Regions from separate parts of the Mus musculus genome. Here region 2 is linked to region 1. Evidence: chromatin contacts called from public HiChIP or PLAC-seq data. All regions are on one chromosome and are shown on one strand. The core of a region is the stretch at or near the end of the contact, and the rest is flanking DNA. Distances in the headings are between cores, read along the strand shown. Region 1 overlaps Sec11a (SEC11 homolog A, signal peptidase complex subunit). Region 2 has its middle 6.0 kb from the start of Gm44968.

What was found. HiChIP or PLAC-seq counts read pairs in DNA pulled down with a chosen protein or histone mark.
Region 2: a contact with region 1 is called in an H3K4me3 HiChIP or PLAC-seq map of bone marrow-derived macrophages, with 4 times the contacts expected there. The contact joins two enhancer-like sites. A contact is called at or near these places in 2 of 115 datasets of contacts at active chromatin or transcription factors (bone marrow-derived macrophages and embryonic stem cells) and 2 of 9 other capture datasets (liver and pancreatic islet).

Annotation. Positions count from the first base shown.
Region 1 is chr7:80,927,234-80,930,188 of GRCm38.p6, forward strand. Sec11a (SEC11 homolog A, signal peptidase complex subunit) reads right to left here. Exons shown (of 6, transcript NM_019951.1): 3 at 504-653. All of the region lies in intron 2 of Gm51451 (a long non-coding RNA gene), which reads left to right. Among named protein-coding and RNA genes, the nearest start is that of Gm51451, 18 kb to the left of the region's middle. Within about 2 kb of position 1,333, at least 3 of the 459 cell types and tissues checked have an H3K27ac peak or open chromatin away from gene starts, as enhancers often do. A contact at or near this core is called in bone marrow-derived macrophages, where this site is marked.
Region 2 is chr7:81,198,634-81,201,882 of GRCm38.p6, forward strand. No RefSeq gene overlaps it. Among named protein-coding and RNA genes, the nearest start is that of Gm44968, 6.0 kb to the right of the region's middle. Within about 2 kb of position 1,333, at least 50 of the 459 cell types and tissues checked have an H3K27ac peak or open chromatin away from gene starts, as enhancers often do. A contact at or near this core is called in bone marrow-derived macrophages, where this site is marked.

The DNA of each region.
Region 1 (2,955 bases), core at 83-2,582:
ACATTCATAAAACTGGATGAGAAGTAAAGATCAAAGATTCCTTACTCTCTACAATGTTTTATTATTAGAGAAGAGCCTCATTAGCACAGGCTAGCCTTCAACTTGCTATGTAAGCCAACAATGACCCTGACCTTGTCTGTTTCTATCTCCCAAGTACTAGGATTACACTTGTAGCAAGGCCTGGGCTCTGACCCAGGGCTTCATCTGACCAGCTGAGCTACATCTACAGCCCTCTTTAGTTTTTTAAGAATGTTTTTATGTATATGAGAATTTTGCCCACGTGTATGTGTGCTTGAAGAAGGCATCAGAACACCTGAAACTGACGGTTGAAAGCCATCACGTAGGTGCTGGGAGCCGAACTTGGGTCTTCTGCAAGAGCAAGTACTCTTAACTGCTCAGCCATCTCCCACCCCCCTTTTCAACAATTTTTATGTATCAAAATTAAACACTTCAAACTCTAAAGCAAGAATGTACAAAGCCATAGATGAGAAGCTGGCATGTACTTTTCATGGATCTTCAGGACTCGGTGCACTATAGGAATCTCTCTTCCTTCTATCCTGAAAACAACGATCTCCCCCACGCGTATAGGATCTTCAACTCGGTTCGTGAGGAAAAGGAGATCCCCTCTGTGAAACGCAGGCTCCATGCTGCCACTGGGAGGGAAAACGGGTACAAAAAGGCAGATTACATCTTTTTCAAAATTAGAAACTCAACAAAGCAACAGATGCTGATGTACTCAGCATTTTAACAACCACAGTGCCATAGATAGCTCTGTCCACATAATAGGCTGTCCTAATTCATGCTCATTCATTCATTCATTTTGGGGACACAGTCACTCTCACAGTATATACATCAGGATGCCCTCAAGCCAGTGGAGACTTTCTTACTTCAGCCTCCAGTCCTGAGATTCCATGTGTGCACCATCACACCCAGCTTGATTTCCCTCAACTAGTAAAGGAATTTTTTTAGTTACTAGTCTTCACTAACTAGTTCCATTTTAAGCATTACAATCAAAGATGTTTAAGTCTTGAAAAGGGCAGTGTTACTAATTCCTTAACCTTTTAAAATTTCAAATGACAAACAATATAAAAGAATGAACTTTAAAAAACACTGCCCTTATTCTGACTTCATCTGAAAATACTAAACATATTCAAATATTCAAATGAGAACTGGATCATCTTCTGCCATTTATGAAGATTCAGGCCACGATGACCTTCTGAGTTCAGCTGATTCTGGAGGAAACAGTTGACCGAGTCACAGAGCAGCACAGAGGTAGCGCTGTGTTATCAAGGCGTTTCGTTGTTTTATAAAGAGAAGTATGAGAGATTTCTAAGGATTTCAGAAACTAGGAGGAAGTGAGACTCATGAGAGCATCTCTTCCCTCTTCCCTGCTCTGCCTCACACCCAGTTCTGAAAAGGTCCTAAGAGATTGGTATCATCAGGAACTCAAACCCAAGTTTTCAATGATAAATAACATTAATAAAGAAAGAGTAAACATATCAGCAGGACCCAAAACTCAGACAGATATCATCCAGCCACAGACACTACTGTCTGAAGATACATATGGGCACATCAGTGGCTCCCAAACTCTCCTGTACAGTGGAATAGCCTAAGTAATTTCAATAGAATCCTCATGTCCAGGTCACATCACAATACCTGGGGATGGGAGGCAGGCATCACTGGATCCCCAGAAATTCCACCATAAAACAAAAATTGGGGAGCTATGAGAAACACTGTGTTTATATTTGTTATTATTTATGACTTTTCTTTTTTCAAACGTTTGGTTGGTTTGTTGTCTGTATCTTGTTTTTACGACAATATATCACCTGTATAGAAGGCTAGCCTGGACAAGGTACAGAAACTGCTGACAGAAACTCACAGCACTCTTCTTGCCTCCCAAGTGCTGGGACTGCAGGAATGCTGGTCTGTTTGCTTATTGTTTCATTGAACTTGAGCTCACAGCAATCCTCCTGCTGGGATACCGTCTTGTACCGCCATGCTAAGCTACTATATGATTATACTTAAAGCTTTTTTACAGGTAGGCAGAGCTCTGTGAGTTCAAGATAATCCTGATCTACATAGCAAGTTTCAGACCATCTACATAGTGATCCTACCTCAAAATTGAATAAATTAAAAAAAAATTCCTGTTATTTAGAATTGTCAGGCTAAGGCTGCAGCTCAGTGGACAAGGTCCTCGGCTGGATATCCAGTACTTCCAGAAACCAAAAAAAAAAAAAAAAAAAAAAAAAAACAACTTTTCAAACAGATACATATACACACTGTGCACACTGTGTATGTGTGTGTGCACATCTCTCTCTCTCTCTCACACACACACACACACACACACACACACACAATACTATGGAGAACAAAACAGAGAAAAGAAAATAAATGCACTTACAGAATTATCTCAATTATATGTAAAATTATACTTGAAGAGAGGCTACAGCATTAGCAATGATTTTTATCTCAAAGTTACAAAGACAGGTTCAATCTAGATTTTCCTGTGTTTCTAGCATATCACATTATGGGAATATATTAACTTTTTCTTATTAGAAAAGCATTTCTTCTCAAAGGTCACTATGACAGCCAGGCAGGAAATGACAAGGGCCTGAAATAGAATAGCAATAAAGGAGAGGAGAGAGGAAAACAATTGGTGTCCAATTAGACACAGCAGAATCAAGAATGACCCCTAGTTTATGTCACAGGCAACTGAGCAGCTGTGACAGTCACAGAAACAGGTTGGGGTGGGGGTCAAAATGGAGCTGAATTTTATTTTGTTATCACTCAGAGAACCAAGTGCCTGGTCAATAGTCAGGTGAAGCTGTCCAGTGGAGCAACATCAGAAGCAAAACAAACACTTTTGGAATTCACATGTATATACTAGTTTAAAATGCATGAAAGTAACCAGAAACGGTGCTAAATGTCTATAGTACCAGCACCTGGGAGGCAGAA
Region 2 (3,249 bases), core at 83-2,582, 270 kb after region 1:
GGAGAGGCCCCTTTTGAACTCATCCCCTTCTGGTCTTCCACATCAGCTGCAGCTGGGAGCACAGTTGCTGGGTGGCCAAGAACAGCTGGCAGCACTGTGGCTGGCAGGCACGGTAATTATGTGCTGGGAAGGCAGTGCCCTGCCCCCTTTCCAGGCTTCGTCCCAAGGGCATATGGGCGGGGCAGACTACAGTTTGAAAATGATGGAGGGCCATGGTCCTCTATCTCATCCTAGCCTGTAGCTCTGGGAAGGAATAGGTGGATGAGAAAATAAGCATTTCTTAGAAGCAAGGTTTGTTTAGCAGTTCTCTTCAGCACTGTATAAAGGGGCTTGAGCAGAGGGGCTGGGGCAGGAGCCGTGCAGCAGAACGGAGGCTCTGGCCCTGCCATCTCCCCCCTACTGAACCTTGTTTTCCTTCTTGGAAAAGAAAACAGACTGAATCACAAGGTGGCGTGTGTGAGAAGGATACGGGGATCTATTTAGTGGCCTTAGAGGTAAAGGAGAACCTTTCCGGGAACAGGTAACAGCCCCAGCTACAGTTAGTTTGAACCACAAATGTGTGTTATGCCCCACAACAAGGAGCTCGAAGGCTGGGCTGCTCCACAGTCTGTTGATTTCACCGCTCTCTGGTGACATTTGGAGCAGGATGACATAGGCTCATCCCAGCTTTCCACTTGGCCTTCCTCCAGTGTTGACAGACCCCTATCATGTAGGTCAGATTTCTGAAATAGCTCCAGGTTGTTGCGAAAATGACTAACTGACTTCCTTCCTCCTTCCCTCTCTCCCTCCCTCCCTCTCTTCCTCCCTTCCTTCCTTCGTATTAGAAAAATGTTATAGGTGGTGGTTGTGCCCACCTTTATCCCAGCACTTGGAGGAAGAGGCAGGTACATTTCTGAGTTTAAGACAAACCTGGTCTACTGAGCAAGTTCAAAAACAGCCAGGGCTACACTGAGAAACCCTGTCTTGAAAAAATAAAGAAACCGAAAACAGAAACAAACTAAACAAAACAAAACAACGAAATAAAGGAGGAGAAGGAGGGGGGAAGGAGGAGGAGGAGGAGGAGGAGGAGGAGGAGGAGGAGGAGGAGGAGGAGGAGGAGGAGGAGGAGGAGGAGGAGAGTGTTAAAAACAACAACAATCCCCTTTATACCGATCCTAGGCAAACCCATACACATGCATATGATTAAACCAATCCCTGACATGGGGACAAGAATGATGGCATTTAGCTGAAAGCAAGCAACCCTCACCCCTTGGGTGTGGGAAGAGCCCACGAAGCCCAGGAGGAACATGGGGAGACAGCGAGGGGTGGAAGCCAGTGCCACAGCTCACTTCCTCTTATACACTGGACTGGGGATGTGAGGCCTTGGAGCCAGGTCCCACAAGATTGGATGGCAACTATGAACACAGTTCTGCCTTTCAGAGAAGCAGTTTTACTGCAACTTGTTGCTTTTAGTTTTGATGATCTCCAGCCTGGAACTAAACTTTTGATTTTCTGTGAAAATAGTCGTCCTTACATAATCACCCTAAGTGGACAGCTAGCCTGTGAAGTTTGTACGTCCAAACTTGGATCATTAGTGAGGGGATGAAGTAGCTCTGTGGCAGAGAGACAGAGCTTCCAGCACGCAGTGGTTTCCAGGGCCCCTCTGGCCTCCTTCACTCTCAGCTGGTCCATCAGAACTCACTCTGGCAGACGATAGTAGTGATGCCCTTAGCTGGTACGGAATCTATATCATCACTGGCCAGCTGGAACAATGGAACAGGAAACATTTCAAACAGAGCAATTTAAAGAAAGGGAAGGCCAAGGAGGAGAAGGCATGAAAAGGATGTCACCCAAAGATCAGGAAACCAATGTCCCAGGAGCCTACACACCTCAGTGCTGAGGGGTCATCAATGTGCCCATCACCAGCAGTCTCACCGCATAATCCCCTTGCTCTCCTACTGTTGTCAAAGAAGGGCTATGACCTGCGGATCTCCCAGGAGCATAATGAAGGCTCAAGAGGATTGTTATCATGAAAGACTTTAGCATAGTGTCTTGTGGCATAGGAAGGGTACAAAAATAGAATTAGGGTTAAGTTCACAACCACTATCATCTTTGTCACCAGTGTTTCCCTACCACTACTATCACCATAATTGTCATCCACCACCTTTATCATATCACTACCATCATCATCACTATCACCACCACTGCTACCCAATACCCCAGCAGCAGCATCACCACCACCACCATCATCATCATCATCACCACGATGGTCACCACTAACATCATCCTCACCACTCCCATCAGCAGCACTCATCCCAGTGGCACAACTCTCACAACAACTTCCTAGGCCCCTTCACACCAGGACAAGTGAGGAGTCCAAGGGTCTTTCATCAGGACCCCTTTGCCTTGCTCCAAAGTCGTCACATGAGCCGAGCCGAGCCCTGCTTCCTGTCTTATGACTGAGAAAACATGATGTGACATAAGCTCCCATGAACTGAAGTGCACCTTTGAATGACCTCATTCATTGTGTCCTACAGACTAACAGAGTCCTCAGCACTGTCCCCCAGCCCGGGGCCACGTCCTTCACATTCGGAAACTTCCTTACTTGGGAGTAGATCTTCACAGCTCTGAGGCCACAGAGCTTGCCAGGCTGATGAGGCTCGCACGGTCTGACCATATCACTGTCCACCATTGTCATCTCCAGGTTCTCACTTAATACCCGGCATCCTTCCTTCCTTCCTCCCTTCCCTTCCTCCATTCCCTCCTTCTCTCCCCCTCGCCCCCTCTCTCTCCTTCCTTCTCCCCCTTCCTCCCTCCCCCTCTCCCTTCTGGTGAGGATTCACTATGTTTCCCAGACTGACCTGGAATCCTTGGATCCAGTGATGCTTCCTTCTCAGCCTCTGAAGTACCTGTGACTACAGACATGTGCTGTCCCACACAGAGCCGTGTTGCCCTTTGGTAGACACACACCCGGCTCCTCCTTCAGATCCTTCCTCCCATTTCACTGTCTTTATAATTTGCTTACCTCTTCCTGGAATGGGCTGCAGTGTTCTTTCATTCATATATACTCATGTATGTCATTACATCACCCTTCTAGCACAGATATTTTGGGTTGTAGTCAATCAAAACCCGGACCCAGAGGAACATTAGCAAACCAGAAGTGACAGGTTACTGAGAAGCTGAAAAGTCTGACTTCAGGTATGGCTTGATCAGGAACTCCAACAATTCACATGAATACTTGTTCACTCTGGATGGTTCATGTGTCTGACT